2 separate regions of the Gossypium hirsutum genome follow, and region 2 is linked to region 1. The links are chromatin contacts, called in public Hi-C maps. All regions are on one chromosome and are shown on one strand. The core of a region is the stretch at or near the end of the contact, and the rest is flanking DNA. Distances in the headings are between cores, read along the strand shown. Region 1 holds the start of LOC107934374 (BTB/POZ domain-containing protein SR1IP1). Region 2 holds the start of LOC107925611 (ribonuclease III domain-containing protein RNC1, chloroplastic).

The links. A called contact is a pair of places that touch in the nucleus more often than the background predicts.
Region 2: a Hi-C map of leaf shows a contact between it and region 1, with 2.4 times the contacts expected there. The contact joins the promoter of LOC107925611 here to the promoter of LOC107934374 in region 1. A contact is called at or near these places in 10 of 34 Hi-C or Micro-C datasets (callus, hypocotyl, leaf and 1 more).

What each region holds. Positions count from the first base shown.
Region 1 is chrA12:29,187,531-29,191,997 of Gossypium_hirsutum_v2.1, reverse strand. LOC107934374 (BTB/POZ domain-containing protein SR1IP1) reads left to right here and starts at 2,219. Exons shown (of 5, transcript XM_016866800.2): 1 at 2,219-2,755; 2 at 2,853-2,922; 3 at 3,126-3,740; 4 at 3,824-4,363. The coding sequence starts at 2,658.
Region 2 is chrA12:29,382,745-29,387,211 of Gossypium_hirsutum_v2.1, reverse strand. LOC107925611 (ribonuclease III domain-containing protein RNC1, chloroplastic) reads right to left here and starts at 2,508. Exons shown (of 5, transcript XM_041084274.1): 1 at 1,460-2,508. The coding sequence starts at 2,271.

The sequences.
Region 1 (4,467 bases), core at 970-3,469:
CAACATATTTGAGATTTTATTTTTCTAGGATTTTTATATAGAACTTTTGTTTTTAAAATAATATGAATTTTTTTTTTTATAATTCTATATAGAATCATGGTCTAGTTGATAGAAAATAAAAAAGTTAAGGACTAAAATTGTTATCATACCAAGTTAAAAAGTGTCACTTAACAGTTAAGTGGCAAAAAAAAATCGAAAATGTTAGTAGCCAAATTATAACTTTTTTAATTAAATGACAAAAACTAAAACTTAACTATAGTTTAATAACTAATAATACAATTTACCTTAAATTTAAATACTATATATATAAAGTTATTCAAATTACCCTACATATTTGAATTTTACGAAAATTTAATAATAAAGGTGAAAATTCCAACATCAAATTCCTTAGGCACATGCCACCACTCTTCTACTTTTCAAGTTTTTTTTTTAAAAATTTTAATTTTAAAACTAATTTTATGTTTTCATTTTTGAATTTCAAATGGCTTTATAGCATTTTTCATATTTTTAATGATTTTTTTTGAAAATAAGAAAAAAAAATTATTTTTTAAAATTTTTATGTATTTGTTTTTTTGAATTTTTTAATTTTTAAAATATTTTCTAATACATTGTACAAAATAAAATAGTGCCATGTCAACAATAAAGTATATATGGATTATGATGCAAGATTTCACATTGATATCTAAAGGTTAAAAATTTTTTGGAAAATTTTTACAATTTCAACTTTTTAGGATCTTTATTGAAAATATGAAAAAAATTATTTTTTTTTAAATTTTTATATGCAGTTTTGAAGAGTAATAATCAAATTAATAAAAATCTTAAATGCTAGAGCTTAAAATTACTTTATTTTAGGCTTAAATCACAAAATGTTATCTAAACTATACCTATTTTCTCAAGTTGGTACTTAAATTAATTTTGGTTACAAGTGGTATTAAACTATACTATGTTACCAAATAAATAAATAAATAAATAAATAGCAACTTGAGAAAAAAAAGTACAATTTAGGTACCATTTTATGATTTAAGTCTTTTTTTTATAATTGTCACGTTGTCCGATTAATGACAAATTTAAATAGTATTATGAATTGAGTCAAAAATATTAAAATGTCTAGAACTATTCATAATATTTACATAACCCTTAAATAAAAAAATAAAAAAAACGTACGTTTTCTTAGGAAGAAAATAATGTTGATGTGAACAAGGTGAAGAGTAGCTTAGTGTGTTAAAGTATAAGGAGAAAATAAATAAATTTCAAGAATTGAGCTGCATATTTGATGAAATAGCCGGGAATTATTAAAAGAAGGCATTTAATAACTTAAGCTTTTGCATTTCATGGTTAAATTACCCCGTTTTTAATGTGTAAAAGTTTCCAGTAGCTATGGTGCCCATTAGCATTAGTCCTTTTAACTTGATTGCACCAAGAGTCAAAATTTGATAGAATAACATAATAGTTGAGAAAATGGGACAATTGCCTGCAACTAAATACGAAAATCCTTTTAATGTTGGTATAACCAGAAAATCCAAAGGATGGGGCCGGGAATAGCTGTGAAATGGATATGAATTATAATCCCACTACTTCATATCAAATCTTACCATGGATTGGCGACCAAATCAACTATCAACGTTATGAAGGGGACCCTTAATTTAAATTGCGTAAAACAGATGATCATGCTTTTCATTAGTTTCTGAGAATTTCTACCCAACTTTAGCAAATAGACACCCAGTTATCTGCTGCCTTCAAAATGTAGGGACAAACTGATCTCTTCTATCATTTTTCAGAATAGAAACCCATCGACATGTGTCATCTCAACATCACCCATGGATGGATAAGAGAGATGCAATTTTAGTTTAGGCCTGTTAATGTGGAAAACTTTTTCAAACAATTTCCTTCCATTTTCCTACTGTTGCTGATTGGAGACTAGTTACAGTGGCGAACAAGTTGTCGCTCACATCACCAATTACACAAGGGCTAGACTTGGAATGTTAATATGATGACTACAAAAGTAGTCAAAAATGTTTTCTCCATTATTACACTGTAAAACAATATAAGAGTAACATATTTAAAAATAGTTAGAACATTAAATCTTTTAAATATCCTGTAAAAACTAAAACATAAAATTTTATCAGAGATAGATGGGAACATTTGTGGATGGGAATATTTCCCACTTACAAGCTTTCGACCTTTAGCCGCCAAGGAAGTTGGAGCCATCTCATCTCTATAACCCACACCACACGCTGTTAATCTTCATCTATCTTCTTATACACTCACCTCATTTCATTCCACTATTACCAAAATTGCCACTCATTTTAAACCTTGTCCACCGTACACCCTGCCCTCTAGTTTCCTTGTGAGGCCTAGTTTTGGGAATTCCCCATTTCTGATGGCTTTTTTTGTAAGGCTGAAGTTAGATAATGCAGTTTCATTAGAGATTTAGAGAGATGATAGCTCCTGCTTCTGCTTCTCATTTAAACATTCAAGGCAAAAGAAGAAGAGACAAAACATTGAAGGAAATGACATGTTTTTGTTGCTTCCTTACAACCTTGTAAAGTTATAAGCATCGTGTCCGAATTTCTCTGTGCCAACTGCCAAGGTTCTCATTATCTATGGCTTGATGGAGATAGAGATAAGATCATGGTAAAATCAGTTGAGTGTGTTCCATGGTGGATTTTGTTAAGGAGGAGATTGCACCTACTAGTTTTAACATGTCATCTAAAAAGGAGCTTCTTTCCACAGCCATGAAGAGAACCAGCGAGTGGTATCAGTATTATCCCCTTTTCTTTCAGTAACAGGGATCATTTTTGATGAAGTGGCTGCTGAAGTTGATAACCTGATCTCTTTGTTGTTTTTTCCAGGATTTTCTCTCAGGAGATTCCCAGTGATGTCACTGTCCAAGTTGGAGGAGTTTCTTTCTCACTGCATAAGGTAGAAATCAAACACTTTAATTCATGTATTTCCATTTATCAGAATGACAAGCAGCCGTAGTGTTGTAACCATGGTCGCTTAATTGGACACAGTTGATGTTTGTATTTATTTAGTACCATTTATAGACAAGTTGGCATCTATATTTTGTTGTATATATGGCAGAACCGTGCACTTTTTGAACTTATTTCCTACTTGAATTGCAGTTTCCATTAATATCTAAGTCTGGATACGTAAGAAAAGTTGTATCGGAATCCAATGATGCTGATCATTCAATCATAGAAATCCCCAATGTTCCAGGTGGAGCAGATTCATTTGAACTAGCAGCTAAATTCTGTTATGGGATAAATTTCGAGATAAGCAGCGAAAACATTGCCATGCTAAGATGTGCGGCCGAGTATCTCGAGATGACTGAGGACTATGCAGTCGGAAATCTTGTGGGAAGAACTGAAGCCTACTTGAATGAAGTGGCACTTAAGAGTCTAGCAGGAGCAGTTTCTGTGTTACATATGTCTGAAAGCCTCCTCCCTATTGCAGAGGAAGTTAAATTAGTGAGCCGGTGCATTGACGCAATCGCGTATTTAGCTTGCAAAGAGAGCCAGTTTTATATGTCTAGCAGGTCTGATAGTGGCAATGATAGTACCATTTCTTTGACAACCACTAACTCGAGATCAATTGTCGATTGGTGGGCTGAAGATTTAGCTGTTCTTCGAATCGACATCTTCCAACGGGTTCTTATTGCAATGGTAGCAAGAGGGTTTAAACAATATGATCTTGGTCCAGTGCTTATGCTTTATGCACAAAAGGCTCTTAGAGGTTTGGTGAGACACCCATACCAACATGATGGACTTCTTTACTAGATATATGTTTGATGTCTAAAGTGCAGACTCTTTTTTTCATGCAGGAAGTATTTGGAAAGGGGAGGAAGAAAATTGAGCCGCGACAAGAACACGAGAAAAGGGTTGTGTTGGAAACCATAGTGAGTCTTCTGCCTAGGGAGAAAAATGCGATGTCCGTAAGCTTTCTATCAGTGTTGCTTCGTGCAGCGATATACCTTGAAACAACTGTTGCTTGTCGACTTGATTTGGAGAGAAGGATGGCCTTGCAATTAGGACAGGCTGTTTTGGATGATCTCTTGATTCCTGCATATTCTGTTACCGGCGATACATTATTTGATGTGGACACCATGCAGCGGATCCTGACGAACTACGTTGAATATGAAACTGAAGGCCACCATTTTGGATACAAAGAAGATGATGAGTACATTTCTCCCCCACCAAGTGACATGGAAAGGGTGGGAAAGCTAATGGAGAGCTACCTAGCTGAAATAGCATCTGACCGTAATCTACCTATCTCGAAATTCATCGGTCTTGCTGAACTCATTCCGGAACAATCCAGGGTAACAGAGGATGGGATGTATAGAGCCATAGATATCTACCTCAAGGTACATAAATCTCCATCTTAAGAATCTGCTGCAACTTTATTCCAAGACTTTGTACACATAGCAGTAATGGTGATCTTGAAGCATTTGCATACAAGATAATATTA
Region 2 (4,467 bases), core at 1,259-3,758, 190 kb before region 1:
CAGTCCCACCACCCAAAGCATCAAGTGATATGAACTCATGCAGCATGACATAATCTATCCATTCTTAAACAGTTTCTCATACGACAGCTAATATTTTCTTCCAGCCAGTAAGCTAAGGCTTACTGGTACATGTTACCCATTAAAAACAAGGCATATACCTATATATATTTGCCACTGACGTATTGCAATATAAGACATCCATCAGCTTTCCTACCCATAACCTGACATTTTTATTGTATTGTTTAAACCAATATTAGCAGCGTTCCATGACTTCTAAGTTTTTGGATCTTCTCTGTCCTGATGTTATTCTAGCCATGCATTTGTAGTTAAAAATAGAAAACTGAGATTATCTCTTCAATAAATCATACATACTGACAAAAAGATAATAGCAAATAAATTGCTTAATATGCAAAACCCCTTTCTCAACCTCACAAAGTAAAGATTTTAAAGAGTAAAGCAGGGTGTCAATAAATACAAGTAAACTTGGTAGCTCCATCACTAGCAGATAACAAAGATTATGCATAATAATGATGGCAACTCCATCCTACTGCAGTCACCTTAATAGCACAGTAATCCTATCATATGCCTCCGATTTGACTCTGTTTTTATTTTATCTAGACCACAAAAGAAACATAATGCAGCATTTACTAAGACGTAGTATGTTTGAGCAAGTTAGGGTTTGAACCATGTAACATTCAGATATATGTTTGAGCAGTGCAGCTGCAACCACTAAGCAGCTAAATTCTAAGTCCAACCGTGAAAATATCATTTTCTTAACAAATATGGATAGCCTTATTTCGTCACATGCTATCAGTTCCAAATCATGTTGCCATGCAAAACTGGTATGCAGCCATAAGAACAACAGAAGAATGTGCCTAGTGCATATTGATGCCTGGCTTGCTGAAAGCGCAGCCTAAAAACTAAAAAGGCTATATTACTTGGACTTAAGTGTGAGCCATATACAATTTTGAGTTTGACATGGGTATGTTCCTTTCTTTTTAAGCTTTTCCATGTATTTGGAGAGTCTTGGAGGGACTCATCACCAAAACCGTGTCCTGATATACGCCAGACACCAGTGTCGAACACGGGTACTTGAAAAAAGAAAGAGTTGGAGCAACACAGCTAAAATGCACAGGATTAAGTCCAAAGTTAACCTAGCATGGATTCAAGAAACAAAAATTCTACAAGTAATGATACTTAGAAGGCAACAACCATGGGCAAGTAAAAGCGGTCAAAACATCATAGCTAAAGGCAAGAGGAATGCAATGGTTTTATTTCTATGCCATGGTATGTGAGACTAAAGCTAGGTGCACCAATTCCCAAAATGAAAATTCAACACCTGCCCCCACGTACCCTCAAGTTCAAACAAATATATAGCAATTCAGAAATTTATGAATTATACACGTCAAGATCTACTAAGCAAATTATTCGTCAAATGATAAACAGAAGAAAAACTCACTTCACAGGAGGTTCCCGGTCTTTCCTAATCAATTTATCCATATCATCATAAGGAAAGATTAGATTCTGCAAGCTAGCAGCTTTAATCCAGTTAGGCAAATTCCTCTTCCCAATCAAACCAAACACTCTTTCCCTCATTGGCCCCGGCGATTCCCTCGGATACCTCTGCAAGAAAAACTCCGCCAGAGCCAACTCCAGTACATATTGCCCCAAAAACCAAAGCCTGGAATGAGCCGACCTAACGTGCCTAGCATTAGTCCTATCACAAGAAGGATGCTGAAACGCCAAATACAACAGAGTATCAAACTGTTTCGCCGGATTATCATCTCCCAATTCATCAGATTTCTCCAAAGGATACCCCAAAGCTTGCTTAGCTTCAAGCAAATACTCGTCTATCCAAGTATTGTCAGCAGTGTTAAGCTTTGAAGAAGGCAGGCAAGAACTTAACAAAGGGAACTGTTTTAAGGATAATTGTGGGCTGTTTAGGAATCTTTCTGTCAGTTTTTTGTCATCGAGGGGAGGCTTCAGTATGAACCTTTTTGGAGGTACTTTTTTCCTTGGAGCTGTGGCTTTTTTACGATGGGCAAGCTCTTTTAGGAGTCTTTGCGGGCTGTTTCTGGGAAGCTCTTGCGATGGGCCGACAGCAACAGCGAGGACGCGGAGGTTTTTGGGTTTTGATGTTTGTGGGTAGAGTTGAAGTGGGAAGGGGGAGAGGGATGAAGAGAATGAGATATCGGAGAGCTTTTTCGAGAAGGGTGTAAGAGATGATGAGAGTTCCATTGAAGAATTCGTTGAATTAAAAGATTGAAGCATTTCTTTTAATTACGGGAAATGGAGATTTTGGGTTAGGTTGCCATTGAAGAATGGGGTTTGTTTGCAGGGGTTTTATGGAGGAGGGTTTGGATAAGGAGAAGAAGCGTGTCTTATTTTGCAGTACACTATCTCCGGCAAGGGAGATATTTTTTTTTCTTTTTCTTGTAAAAGAATTGTTTTACTTTTACGATGTCGTCCATTAAATTGGTAATTTTGGAAAAAAAAAATGTTCAATGCTCTTTTCCTAACTATCGGAGAAGTAATTAAATGAACCTTATTAATTAAAAAAGAAAAAAAGAAAGACAGATACTTTTAGCCAAGATTTTTTTAATTTTTTTTACTATTAATATTTTAATAATTTAATTATTAGATTTACAAAATATAAATATACAATTATATTTATTATACATGTAAATTTTTGAATCGATTCAATATTTCTATCGTACCTATATAAAATATTATATTTATTAATATATATTTAATTGTTGAAATTTTTTTACATAAAATAAATAATTATATATTTTATATTTGAAAGTAATAATTAGACATTTTTAATTTAACCAAAACTTAGCATGTATGATCAACATAAATTGAATATAAAATATGACGATCAAATTGTTAAAATATTAATCGTACAAAAAATTATAAAGTGTATAAAACTACTTCAGTTTTACTTCAGTATAGATTGACCCCTTTCTATTAAAAGCATATGAATCAAGTGTAGAAAAGGTGATGGTTGGCAAGCAACAACTGACAATTATCTGTTAAGTCTGTTGCTAACTGACTTGGTTAGTTAAGTTAGTTACGTATATAGTTGTGATATGTGAAGGAGACTATAACTTTTTAAGTTGGCTTATTGTGAAGCTTAGGTGATTCATCAATAAAGAAGTTTGATTCTCTTATACTTTGTTCTTATTTGTTGTTTGTTTGTTCGTTATTCTTGTATTGTATTTCTGCCAGTTCCGATGTTTGATGCAGGCTTGTGGTTCGATCGTGGTAAGTGATATTGAGATTCGACTTACAAAGGTATCAAGTTCTGATCATGTTATTCCTGCGAGCAAGATTAGTTAGGTATTTTCTAACAAACATGTGAATGTTTGCTTGAATGAAAGAACTTTTTACTTGGGAAGCAACAAGTGCTTCATACTATTAAAAGTCATGGCTTGGAAAGATTTCTTGATTGGTCAGTTGTTGTTCCATCGAAAGTTCTTGTTTCATCTTCTAGTGATAACGTTGCAAATCTTGAGTATGCTAAGCACATTTGTAACACCCCATACCCAGTCTGATCACCAGGTCTGAGCTACAGGGTGTCATATTCATTGTCGGAGCAACTATGATAAACTATATACTAATTCCATCGTTAAACATTCATATACAAGTATTACACGTATCAAACACAATAAATAATCATTTCTGAGTCAAATACAAGCTTAAAAAAGCTTAATACCATCTAGGAGTCGATTAAGGACCACAAAGAAAAGTTTTATAAAATATCCCAAGTAGGTGTCACAATTTCAAGGGCTTGCTATCATAATTTTGAAGATAGTAGCCGAGCTTCCCACATTGAGAATTAAATTGTAAGGTTTTGTAATATCCCGAATTAGGGCCTAATCAGAATAGTGATTTCGTGACCACAAATCCGAGATATAAATAATTATTTTATGATTATTTTGAGGTCTATGATATGATTGCATGATTGTGTGAAAATTTTGTGAAGAAATTCTATGCATAAAGTGCTTAATTTGAAGTTAGGGACTAAATTCAATAAGTTGCAAAACTTGTATTCTAGAAGTTTCTAGTATGAAATTGCTTTGAAATATTAATTAGGAGGTCTTAAATAGAAAATTGACCAATTTCTAAGTTTATGGACAAAAAATTGAACATGGATGGAATTTTTGGAAAGTTTAGTAAAAAGAGCATTTTGGTCATTTAGGGGTAAAATGAATTAAAATACAAAATTAAAAGCCAATTTTGTTCATATTCTTCACCATGGACGTGTATACCAAGGGAGGCTCCATGGATAGGGTTTTAAAGCTTCCAAGCTCGATTTTAAGTCCGTTCTAGCCTCGTTTTTAATGATTTTTACATTTTTAGAGTCTCGGTAACTTGATTTAGCTTATGCTAGCAATAATTCAACCTAGGGTTCATAATTGGAAAAATACCCATAGGTGAAATTTGTGTATTTTTGTGTTTTAT